Linked DNA regions of Danio rerio: regions 2, 3 and 4 are each linked to region 1. The links are chromatin contacts, called in public HiCAR-type maps. All regions are on one chromosome and are shown on one strand. The core of a region is the stretch at or near the end of the contact, and the rest is flanking DNA. Distances in the headings are between cores, read along the strand shown. Region 1 overlaps si:ch211-185a18.2. Region 2 holds the start of si:ch211-185a18.2. Region 3 overlaps si:ch211-185a18.2. Region 4 overlaps si:ch211-185a18.2.

Evidence for each region. HiCAR-type assays count read pairs that join an accessible place to other places.
Region 2: a HiCAR-type map of caudal fin shows a contact between it and region 1, with 7 times the contacts expected there. The contact joins the promoter of si:ch211-185a18.2 here to the enhancer-like site in region 1. A contact is called at or near these places in 4 of 18 Hi-C or Micro-C datasets (caudal fin, embryo and an unstated tissue) and 2 of 4 datasets of contacts at active chromatin or transcription factors (caudal fin and embryo).
Region 3: a HiCAR-type map of caudal fin shows a contact between it and region 1, with 9 times the contacts expected there. The contact joins two enhancer-like sites. A contact is called at or near these places in 7 of 18 Hi-C or Micro-C datasets (caudal fin, embryo, hematopoietic stem cells and 2 more) and 1 of 4 datasets of contacts at active chromatin or transcription factors (caudal fin).
Region 4: a contact with region 1 is called in a HiCAR-type map of caudal fin, with 6 times the contacts expected there. The contact joins two enhancer-like sites. A contact is called at or near these places in 4 of 18 Hi-C or Micro-C datasets (caudal fin, embryo, hematopoietic stem cells and 1 more) and 1 of 4 datasets of contacts at active chromatin or transcription factors (caudal fin).

What each region holds. Positions count from the first base shown.
Region 1 is chr17:12,362,978-12,365,891 of GRCz12tu, reverse strand. It overlaps si:ch211-185a18.2, which reads left to right. Exons shown (of 32, transcript NM_001258228.1): 23 at 1,065-1,209; 24 at 1,355-1,544. Among named protein-coding and RNA genes, the nearest start is that of dact1, 150 kb to the right of the region's middle. Within about 2 kb of position 1,466, at least 20 of the 62 cell types and tissues checked have an H3K27ac peak or open chromatin away from gene starts, as enhancers often do. A contact at or near this core is called in caudal fin, where this site is marked.
Region 2 is chr17:12,564,252-12,567,165 of GRCz12tu, reverse strand. It overlaps si:ch211-185a18.2, which reads left to right and starts at 1,560. Exons shown (of 32, transcript NM_001258228.1): 1 at 1,560-1,849. The coding sequence starts at 1,609.
Region 3 is chr17:12,547,662-12,550,575 of GRCz12tu, reverse strand. The region is part of intron 8 of si:ch211-185a18.2; the gene reads left to right. Among named protein-coding and RNA genes, the nearest start is that of si:ch211-185a18.2, 16 kb to the left of the region's middle. Within about 2 kb of position 1,550, at least 29 of the 62 cell types and tissues checked have an H3K27ac peak or open chromatin away from gene starts, as enhancers often do. A contact at or near this core is called in caudal fin, where this site is marked.
Region 4 is chr17:12,500,808-12,503,721 of GRCz12tu, reverse strand. The region is part of intron 9 of si:ch211-185a18.2; the gene reads left to right. Among named protein-coding and RNA genes, the nearest start is that of irf2bpl, 25 kb to the left of the region's middle. Within about 2 kb of position 1,396, at least 21 of the 62 cell types and tissues checked have an H3K27ac peak or open chromatin away from gene starts, as enhancers often do. A contact at or near this core is called in caudal fin, where this site is marked.

The sequences.
Region 1 (2,914 bases), core at 217-2,716:
TTTTGTAATGGTTTAAATGAAACCAATTATTAACCCACATCGGTTCGACTCCCTCATCTAAAGAAAACTATAAAGGCATTTTAAAGGAAAATATGGTAATGCTGTGCTAATATTACTACAGGACACTACAGTACCTAAATTGATGATTAAAATTTACTCACATTTACTCTCCTGTTAAACTGCCATGAGTTTCTTTTTTGTCTGTCAAACACAGAAGAAGATATGTTGAAGAAAGTTGAAAACCTGACTTCCATAGGATTTGTCTCACAATAGAAGTCAATGGTTACAGGTTTTCAGCTTTCTTTTAAATATCTACTTTAGTGTTTAACAGTAAAATAGCAACTCATAAGGGTTTGAAACAAGTAAAGGATGAGGAAATGATGACAGCATTTTCATTTATTGGAGGAACTATTCTTAAGCCTAACCCTTGAGTTGAGATTTTAGGCCTTGAGTTGAAGAAACTACCCACATCTGTTTGACTTTCATGTAAAAAAAACAACTACAATAAATACATTTTTAAAGACAAATGTGGTGATGCTGTGCTAACATTACTAGAGGACACTACTGTACCTAAATGGGTGGTTAAATGGTTAAGCCTAAGCATTTACTCTCCCTCAAACTGTCATGAGTTTCTTTTTTGCCTGTTAAACAGAAGAAGATATTTCGAAGAAAGCTGAAAACCTGTAACCATTGACATACATAGTATGACAAACAAATATAATTAAAATAAATGGTTACAGGTTTTTAACTTTCTTCAAAATATCCTATTTGTGTTTAACAGGAGAAATAAACTCATTGTTTGAAACAAGTACAAACAAGAGTGAGTAAATAATGACAAAATTTTCATTTCTGGGAGGAACCCTTTAAGCCTACCACATGAGTTGGCATTTTAGGCCTTGAATTCAGACCTAAAATCTGTTTTGATAAGACGATGTGTTCATTTTTGCACGTGTCTAAATAAAACCACTAATCTACCCACATCTGTTTGACTCCCTGATGTAAAAAAACAACAACTATAAAGTCATTTTAAAGGCAAATGTGGTAATGTTGTGCTAATATTACAGGAGGACACTACAGTACCTACACCGGCACCCACTCCCGAACCCAGCCTAAAAGATCCTCCATCTCCTGTCAGAACCCCTGATCTCTCAGAACATCTTTCAACAGCAACATCTCCTGAGAAACCCCCTCAGGAATCTGCTTCACCAGGTCTGGCGGTGTTTTTTCTGAACATGCCCAATCACTCAGCGTCTACATGCTGCCAAAGCACACAGCAGACGCTAGTGAAAGTGTATTAGCGCAGTTGTTCACACACATCCGTCAACTCTACAAGCGCTCTTTGCCTTTGTTTCAGGTCCAGACAGAATTCCTGTGGGCACTCCGATTACTACACCAATCCCATCACCAACCAGAGTGGCCACGCCCTCACCTCCTACTCCAGCCAATCAGAGCCCAGAGCCAGGCAGCCTGCAGATCCACCTGTGGGAAGGATCAGAGCTCCCCCTGGAGGAGGAAGAACAACCTGAACTGCAGCCGGCACCAGTGTATGCAAAAATATCATCGCTTTTTCTTTTTTTTCTTGATGGTGTTGCATTAAATATTGAGGAAGAGCAAAAATTTACACCCTTTAAAATGGTAATGCATCACAGCTTCCATAAAATATGAATCTGCTAATTATGATTTAGTATTGAACAGGACATTTGCATATGTGATTATGTATGACAAAAACAACAATACAGTTTGTGTGCATTTTGACTTATTTGTATAGTATTTGTAGCACTGAGTGTAGGCTTTGCCATGAATTTTGATGCTCAATGAGGGTTTGAGATATATAGACCCACAGTGCCACCTGGTGTTTCAACAGTGAAAATATAACTGATTCTAGAAACAGGACATTTCTGAAAATAACATATTTGTGCTTTAAAAAAAAGATTGTTAGAAAGACTTTTCCATTTGATTCGATTTTTTTTCACTTGCCTCATCACTTGCAGCCTCCACAGCCTGATGCATCAGATTGTAACTCAGACAGTGCTCCCTATAGAATAATAGATTTTCATATTTCCTGTTTAGACTTGATGGTTATTTCATTGAAAGTGTACTCATAAGTTCCACATTTTTATCAAAATACTTGGTAATACAAGGAAACAACATTGGCTCAAGTTACGTTTAGGGTAGGTTCAAGGTTAGTAACTTGTTGTAGTTACTGGAATTTTTTATATAAAGAGCATAGTTTATGAATACATAATGTATTTCATCAAAAGAGTCTCATCTGTTCATGTGTATAATTTATTTATGTGAATAACGTCACATGTATTTATTTATTTGAAAGTAATATTCGTGCAATAGTGTTTTTAAAATCCTCTTTTAATTATGTTTTAGTAACTAGCACCACCTGAGAATTTAGTACAATAGTTTAGTAGAATAGAATTTAGATTGTTCAATCTCATTCAAGTTTAATTGTTTAGCACTTTTCACAATGATTCTTTTCAAAGCAGATTTAAAAATGGTGCACACTAGTTACATAACTTTATTAGTTACCATAACCTTATTAGTTACTAGTACATTTATTTAACTACACTAGTAACTAATAGTTTTTATCGGTTGTTCATTTTGCTGTGGTGACCTGTGATGAATAATGGGAATATGCTGAAGGAAAATGAATGAATAATAGCTTTTAACAGTTTAAGTTATCAAACAGTATTTAAACAGTTAACTTGCAGTTATATAAAATATAGGGAATGTCTATGGGCTCTATTTTAGCGATCTAGGCGCAAAATCTAAAGCACATGGCGCAAAAAGCATTGTGTCCTAATCCACTTTTGCTATTTTAAGGATGGAAAAATATGCTCTGCTCCGCGGCGCATGGTCTAACAGGGTTGAGCTTATTCTCTTTATGAGTTACGGGTGTGTTTTG
Region 2 (2,914 bases), core at 311-2,810, 200 kb before region 1:
TTTTTTCCAAATTTTTTTAAGTTTCTGCAATCTATTCTGTAATCTATTTTTTTATCCAGATTTTTTTTTTGAAGCATTTAACTGACAAGCATACAGGATTATATGATAATAGAGTAACAGTTATACAAAACGTAGGGATGCAGAACATACATTAAACAAAAATACTACATTATACAGTTGAAGTCAGAATTTTAGCCCCCCTTTGATTGTCTTTGTCTTTTTTAAATATTTCCTAAATTATGTTTAACAGAACAAGGAAATCTTCACACTATGTCTGATAATATATATATATATATATATATATATATATATATATATATATATATATATATATATATATATATATATATATATATATATATATATATATATATATATATTTTTTTTTTCTTCTGGAAAAGTCTTATTTGTTTTATTTAGGCTAGAATAAAAAAGTTTTAATTTTTTTCTGAACCCTTTTAAGGTCAAAATTATTAGCCTTTAAGCTATAGATATTTTTTCAGATAGTCTACAGAACAAACAAGCGTTATAAAATAACTTGCCTAATTACCCTAACCTGCCTAGTTAACCTAATTAACCTAGTTAAACCTTTAAATGTCACTTTAAGCTGTATAGAAGTGTCTTGAAAAATATCTAGTCAAATATTATTTACTGTCATCATGACAATGATAAAATAGATTAGCTATTAGAAATTAGTTATTAAAACTATTATGTTTAGACATGTGTAAAAAAATCTTCTATCTGTTGAACAGAAATTGGGGGAAAAATAAACAGGGGGCGAATAATTCAGGGGGGCTAATAACTCTGACTTCAACTGTATGAGGAGATCCATCGTATTTAAATTATTAGATTGAATAGATTTTTTTTTTCATTATTAGAGAGGTTTTTATAGCCTTCTTGTATCTTGTAATTGATGTCAAAGAATTGTAAAATATTTTAAAATCTTTACAGAAAAAAAGGAGTAATAGACATTACTTTTGCCTTGTTTATGTGAAACTTCCCAAGAAAAATGATCAACTTCAAAGCATTATCGAGCGTATCATAGACAGTTTTACAATTCTAAAAATAATCATGCATTCGTCAAAGTTTTTCTGCAATCTGTCAACTGTTTTAATCATTCTGATAAGAATCGAAAGGGGGCAGCAGAGTCAAGACTTCCAAAAATGAATAAAATCAAGACTTTTATTTTGAAATCTGTTTACCGTCTTGATATTTCACCGTTGTTTCGGCGTTCACGGTTATGTTAAGTTTTGTTGTCAGCAACAACAACCCACGCTGTGGAAATTAATGGATGTAATAAACTGAAACTACATCATTTGAATATCACATCAAGCTACCACGAAATAGTGACTTGATTTGTCATATGAACACAAATAAGCGAGGCTAATCCGACCTGTTGCTTTTAAAAACACCTGCGGCGGGAAATTCAAAAACAATTCTGATAACATCATCAGTTTTTGCAATCTCTGGATGTTTCTGGAAATCCTTCAAGTAATCGATATGTTGGCGTCTTCTTTACGGTAAGACTATTAAAACGTTTCATACCGACTGACATCAGCCCTGAACTACTAAGTTACTGGTCTGCATGTTACTGATATAAGAGTGGAAATGGACTCTTGTTGTGTGTCTGTGAACAATAAAACACACTTTAACGACTCGACATCCAGTTCTGATGCAGCAGATGTGCTAATTCACTCAACCAGAGCCGGTAGAGACGAAATACAGCATAAGAATCAGAATAAAGTTAACATTTACATCAGGAGACTGTCAGACTCTGAACATGTTCATTCTGCGGACGAGAGAAGGACAGAAATCCCTCCTGTGAATCTGCCTACAGCATCAGATACAGGTAACGCTGTTAAACTTATTAAAGTAAAGCTTTATATTCATAGACAACGTCCCTATATTATTTACCATGTACTTGGAATATTTGGTCTGAAATTGCATGTAAATGTGACTTTTAAACAGCATTAGCGCAATTTATTTAACTGCGAACACAATGTTGTAATATTAAGTTACTTTGATAGTCCTGATGTTCTTAATAGTGCTTTGATAATCCTAATAGTACGTTGAGAGTCCTACTATTCCTAATAGTACTTAGATAGTCCAAATATTCCTAATGGTACTTCGATAGTTCTAATAGTATGTTGAGAGTCCTACTATTCCTAATAGTACTTTGATAGTCCTAATATTCCTCAAAAGTACTGTGATAGTCCTAATAGTACGTTGAGAGTCCTACTATTCCTAATAGTACTTTGATAGTCCTAATACCACTTTAATAGTCTTCATATTCCTCAAAAGTACTGTGATAGTCCTAATAGTACTGTGATAGTCCTAATAGTACTTAGTCAAAATATTCCTGATAGAATTTTGACAGTCCTAATAGTACGTTGAGAGTCCTAATATTCCTAATAGTACTTTGATAGTCCTAATAGTATGTTGAGAGTCCTACTATTCTTAATAGTACTGTGATATTCCTAATAGTACTTTGATATTGCTTATATTCATTCATTATTCATTTTCCTTCGGATTAATCTTTATTTTAGAGTTTGCTAGAGTGGAATGAACTGCCAACTATTCCAGCATATATTTTACCCAGCGGATGCCCTTCCAGCTACAACCCAGTACTTATTTAAACACACACACAATGTCTAATTTAGTTTATTTAATTCACCGAAAGCGCATGTCTTTGGACTGTGGGGGAACTGGAGCATGCGGAGAACATGCAAACTCCATACTGAAATGCCAACTGGCCCAGCCGAGACTCGAACCAGTGACCTTCTTTCTGTTGACGACAGTGTTAACCTTATTATATTATTATGGAGAAAGTCTGAGTGTGTCAATATCAAACCAACTTTACCTCAGTGTTAAACTTTGCCATCAATTAAGTGTTCAGAATAATACATGCATATTT
Region 3 (2,914 bases), core at 301-2,800, 180 kb before region 1:
TGATGGGTTGTTGCATTTAATGTTGTGCATCTAGCATTGTTCATTCTTGTCACTCTGTTTAAAACAGCTCATCATGGTTCATTGATCATAATCAGTTTTAGACTAGGAATACTGTCATGTGGATGTGATTCAATTTGAAACCACTTGATGGCAGTAGCGTCACTACTGAATTTTGGCGTTTGCACCACAACTAAAACCACAACAGATTTCTATTGAAATTATATAATTTCAGTACAAGTTTTTGATTAATCAGAGGTGGAGGTAATGACAGCAAAAATGAAACGGCAGTCTTTACTATCTATCAAGATTTACTGGACCTACTAAAAGAAGATTATCCTGGAATTAAATGTGTGCCTTTTCTTCTCTTTTTAAGATATTTTATCTAAATATCATAAAATAAAGTATACCATTAATTAATTGTTATTATAATTATTTTATTAAAGCAATTTTATTAGTCACACTTAATTTTAAGGTACAAATTTTACTATTAACAATCCAATAATTATGAATTTTAGCTCAATAAACTCTTAATGTTCTGGGTATTAATAGCAATTTAGATAGTAGTTAGGTTTAGGTATGATTAGCAATGTAGAACAATATCATGTAAAATATGTATTTTATAAGTACAAATAAACAGCTGATAGGCAGGTAAATAAATAGTTTAAAGTAAAGTGTTACCTTTTATTTATTGACTAATTGATATTGAAATGTTTTTATTATAATATGCATTGACTGTTAGTGGATAGACACTGGATTGTAATTATTTACTCCTACGCTTGTGTTTTGTAGCATATTGTTTGGGGTTGAGTCTCAAATATCTCATCACTAATTTCCAATGTCATTCATGCGTCCATGGCTACAGGCTTTAGAAACCATTGTGCTTCGCCTCTGCCGAGAAACCGCCTGCTTTTAGTTTCCTGTTTAAGAAGCAACAACGATCAGCTCAGCCTAGAACCTCATGTTCGCAAAACACCAAAACCAGTAATTCATCCCTGAACATGCTTTTTCCCTTTAGACGCCATCACTCAACCGATCTGTCACTCCTCCGGGTTGAATTGAAGACTTGCTTTTGCACTAAAAACCAATTAAGGCAAAAAGCAGTTGTTGAAAGAAGTGTCACCCACCGAACAGCTGTGTAAATACGAACAGTTCAAGCTGTTCGCCTCAGTCATGCTGTTTTGCTCCTGTCGGAGAGAGTCGAGGCTTGTTATTGGAAAAGCTTCAGGCATGTTAGCACAGGCTGACCCGGTAACACAGCTGCTTTAGTGTCTTCAAGTAGTGCGCGTCATTAAACAGACCGCAGTAGATCTAAACGACCCTATTCAATGTTGTGTAACCGTTAGCGTATACTAAACAAGGCCAAAACTTGCTTATCACAAACAGCGATCCTGGGTTTTTCCATTTCACCTTGCTCTTTCCTCTTCTTTTTTTCCCAATTGCCTGGTAATTTATGTACGATTCGTGCGCTCAAAGAAGCCCGTTTGTCTGAAACCTGGGAGAATTTTCCCACCTGAATATAATCCGAGTTGCTTCTGCAGCCCCCTCCCCGGCTCCCACATGAACATGGGATTGCTTTCCCAGACGCCGGAGCCATGTTCTCAGGCTCACGTTGATGGATGTGTGTGGGAGAACAGAGAGTTAATTATGGCTTGCAGTTTCTCGCCGTGTGTGTTTTTCCTGGAGTGTGAAAATCCTCATTCGCAGCATTCGATCTCTCTTGTTTTCTTATAATCTAGTCTTCACTGCCAATTCGGCTGTCGAACATAATTTCACAATTGTAGCTACACAATCTTGCATGTTTGCACTGTACAACATAAGAAATACCATGCTCTTACTAATAGAGCATGCCGAACAACTTATTTTGCAGACCTTTACATTTACTCATTTAGCAGAAATTTTTATTCAAAGCGACTTACAAGTAAAGATAAAAGAAGCACTTCAAATCATCAGAGAGTTGCAGTATATAAATGCTAGGACAAGTAGAATGTATATATTCAGGGGTTGGACAATGAAACTGAAACGCCTGGATTTGGACCACAATATATCAATAGTATAGCTTCAATTCATCTTGGGAATGACAGTTACAAGTCCTGCACAGTGGCCAGAGGAATTTCTCTTCTTGGAGAATAGCGGCCATGGTCACTGCTTGATGCTGGTGTGGGAAAACATTTCCTAACTTGTTCTTTCAAAAACACCCCAAAGTGGCTCAATAATATTGAGATCTGGTGACTGCAGGCCATGGGAGATGTTCAACTTGTTCAATGCCTGGTTTTGGACCACAATAATTTATTAGTATGGTATTGGGCCTTCTTTTGCGGCCAATACAGCTTCAGTTCATCTTGGTAATGACAGATACAAGTCATGCACAGTGGCCAGAGGGATTTTGATCCATTCTTTTTGGAGAATAGTGGCCAGATCACTAGATGATGCTGATGGAAGAAAACGTTTCCTGACTCTCTTCTTCAAAAACACCCCAAAAGAGCTCAATAATATTTAGATCTGGTGACTGCAGGCCTTGGGAGATGTTCAACTTGTTCAATGCCTGGTTTTGGACCACATTAATTCATAAGCGGCCAATACAGCTTCAGTTCATCTTGGTAATGACAGATACAAGTCATGCACAGTGGCCAGAGGGATTTTGATCCATTCTTTTTGGAGAATAGTGGCCAGATCACTAGGTGATACTTATGGACGAAAACGTTTCCTGACTCTCTCCTCCAAAAACACCCCAAAGTTGCTCAAAAATATTTAGATCTTGTGATTGTGCAGGCCATGGGAGAACTTGTTCAATGCCAAGTTTTGGACCACAATAATTCATTAGTATTGTGTAGGGTCTTCTTTTGTGGACAATACAGCATCAGTTCATCTTGGTAATGACAGATACAAGTCCTGCACAGAGGCCAGGGGGATTATG
Region 4 (2,914 bases), core at 147-2,646, 140 kb before region 1:
GTGCGCGTGTGTGTGTGTGTGTGTGTGTGTGCGCGTGTGCGTGCGTGCGTGGGTGTGTGCTATCCTGTCGCAAAATCCGGCGAAAAGCCCTTCATGATGGTAATAATTAGATTAAGGTGTTTACATGTCTAATGCACTTTAATATTGCGACTACAATCGGCATACTCGTCTTAATTCGATTTCTCTTTATTTCGATTATGACCTTAATCTGATTATCTTATATACTTAATCAGAGTATTGTCTTAATCGCATTAAAATTGAATTATTGGTGTCCATGTAAACGTAGTCAATGTCTCCCTTTACATTGAACTTTGAGTGTATTACATTCAGAGATGTTGTTTATGTTCACACGTCTACATTACAAATGAACTAAAGTTTCAAATATGATATTGTAGTGGACCACCTTTTTAAATATTGCAATTTTTCTAATACCACACAGCCCTACAATGAACACTCATTTTAGTTTCCCTGCATATGTTTTGGTAGCCATGGACTTACATGATATAAATCAGCAAGGAGAAACAAGTGGAAGCTTTATAACTAAAATAAAAGTAATCATGGAACTGTTAGCTCTATTATTTGTCAAATGAATTTTCTTTTTTTATGAAAAAAAAACTTTTAATGTTTAAACTTGAAAACTTTACAAAAAAAAAAATCTAAAAGTTGAGCTTTATGAAACAGCTGTTGTTATTTCCACTTCAGTGATTTTAGCAGCACCGTAGGTGTGATGAAAAATGAGGCCCTGATTTAGCCGAGTGAAGGTTTTATGCATATACTTTACAGCTATCTGACTCCGGAGGTCGTTTTTTGGTCAGCGTCTATCTTGTTTTCTCACTGGCTTTTGGCCGTCTCTCTGCTATTCATCACGTATCTCCCATCTCATTGTGCTTTTGTTTTTTGTTCAGGAGCCAAACCTCTTCTCGTTTCATCCGTCTGACTAGTCCACATTTTTGTTAATCAGAACCAGAGCCGCTCCAGGAGTCCGACGTCCCACAAGGAGCCACTTGCCTGGGGTGAATTCTGGCGGTTTGCTTGTGATTATTCACATTCCATGGGACATTTTTTTTTGTTTTGTTTTGGATTTGAAATGTGGGCCAAAGAGTACACCGAGTACAGCTTTCCCTTTTCCACTCGTGTCTTCAGCATTTTGCAGCTTCCCAGAAAACATTGCCCAGTTTTCCCCAAATTTAAAACCCATTACTGAATCTCAGCCAGTGGCTAAATCAACCTTGTGTTCCCATGTTGTCTGCAGGATAGTCAGATATATGTAATATCCACCAAGGGAGTTCAGAGCGAGGATGAGTCATAGCTAGTGCAGTTTTAAATCACAGGCTTCATTCACACCCCTGAACGCCGGCATCGTCTTTTTAAAGGTTGTGATTTGCTCATTCACACACACACACTCATGCTGTTGCTGCATCCGCTATAGCCAGGAGGACTCCTGCTGGTCAGTATGTGCTGTTGCAGGCTGCCTCATTTGTTTTGGATTTCTTCGGAGGTAATTGCATTCTTACTTGGTTTGAGCTGTTGAATAGTTTATTGACTGTACAATCTCTTCCATTTTTTTTGACTTCATCTAAATCAGCATCAAAAGAAGTCACATGTGTCGATATTTCATACATATCTCTGAAACACAAAGACGCCTCTTTATTGATTATTGGCACACAACAACAAAAGCGTTCCCTTCAAGTTCACATTCTTAAATGGCACTAAAGTCGAAATCCTTTAAGTTTGTTTTTTGTCATACACATTACTGGTCTTAAAAGGAAAGATTTATTTTTATGTTTTGTTTCATCATTCATTTTCTTACTATAAAGCCTTTTTATTTTTGCTTGTATCCTCTATTGAAGCTCACTTTTCACATTTCCATTGGGTAAACTGAAACCTCCCTCTTTCTTATTGATTATGTTGTTTTGCTTATAAATGCATTGTACATTTTTTTGTACAGAAAGGTTCTTTGTTGGTATCGATGGTTCCTTATGGCTGATTTTAAAGCTTCTTTGTGTTAGAATTTGTATTGAATCATGTATTGATTCCTTTTTTTTTATTGCTGATGTGTAAACAGTTAAATATGTGTAAAAAGTGTGTAAAGAACTTAAAAAAGAGACTTTACCTGACTTTCTTCTCCTTTATGCTAAATATTTCTAATTTTCCCTGGCAAAAGTGATGCATCCCTTGACCACAAAAGCACTTTTATTTTGCATGGGTATTTATTTTGCATGGGTTGGGTCCATAGATGATGCCATCATCCATTGCCGATGGCTGGTTGACATCACGATGCTGATTCGGCATCGCGATCCTACACCCCGCCCCATCACAGCAGCAACTCGCTCGCGAAAAATACACACCTAGGCCCCGTTTACACTAATACAACTTAGTTTTAAAATGACATTTTAGAACGAAAACGATCCACGTCCACACAGGCATTTGATCTAGCATTTCTGAAAAGATCTCTGTCCACTCTTTACCGCTGAAAACAGACATCATATGACCACACACACAAACACTCTGTCCTTTTTAGCACAAAACCGGGTCACAAGTTTGTTTTTAAAAAATGTAACTTGTTTTTGCAAATGCTGCACAAGTGGAATTTAGGGAGACTTTTTACTTTTAGGGATCAAAAATGTTAGAGAATAACTTTATTTCCATGCAGTCAGCGGGTGCATTGAGCACAAAACCCCAGAGAGCAGTGCACATCGGGCAGTTTATCAAGGATGTACGGCTGGATTGCTTCTTACTATAGTTGTTAAACGTGATATTCATTTAATCTTTGTCTATATCTAATGACTCTTTGGTCTATTGAATCTATCAGGTCACAGCATCAGTACACTGCTTCAATCTTTCGCTTTCATGCTTGTACAAGTAATTTTAGCGTAAACCTTAGATACTGTTGGTTGGTTCCTGTTGGTTGTGC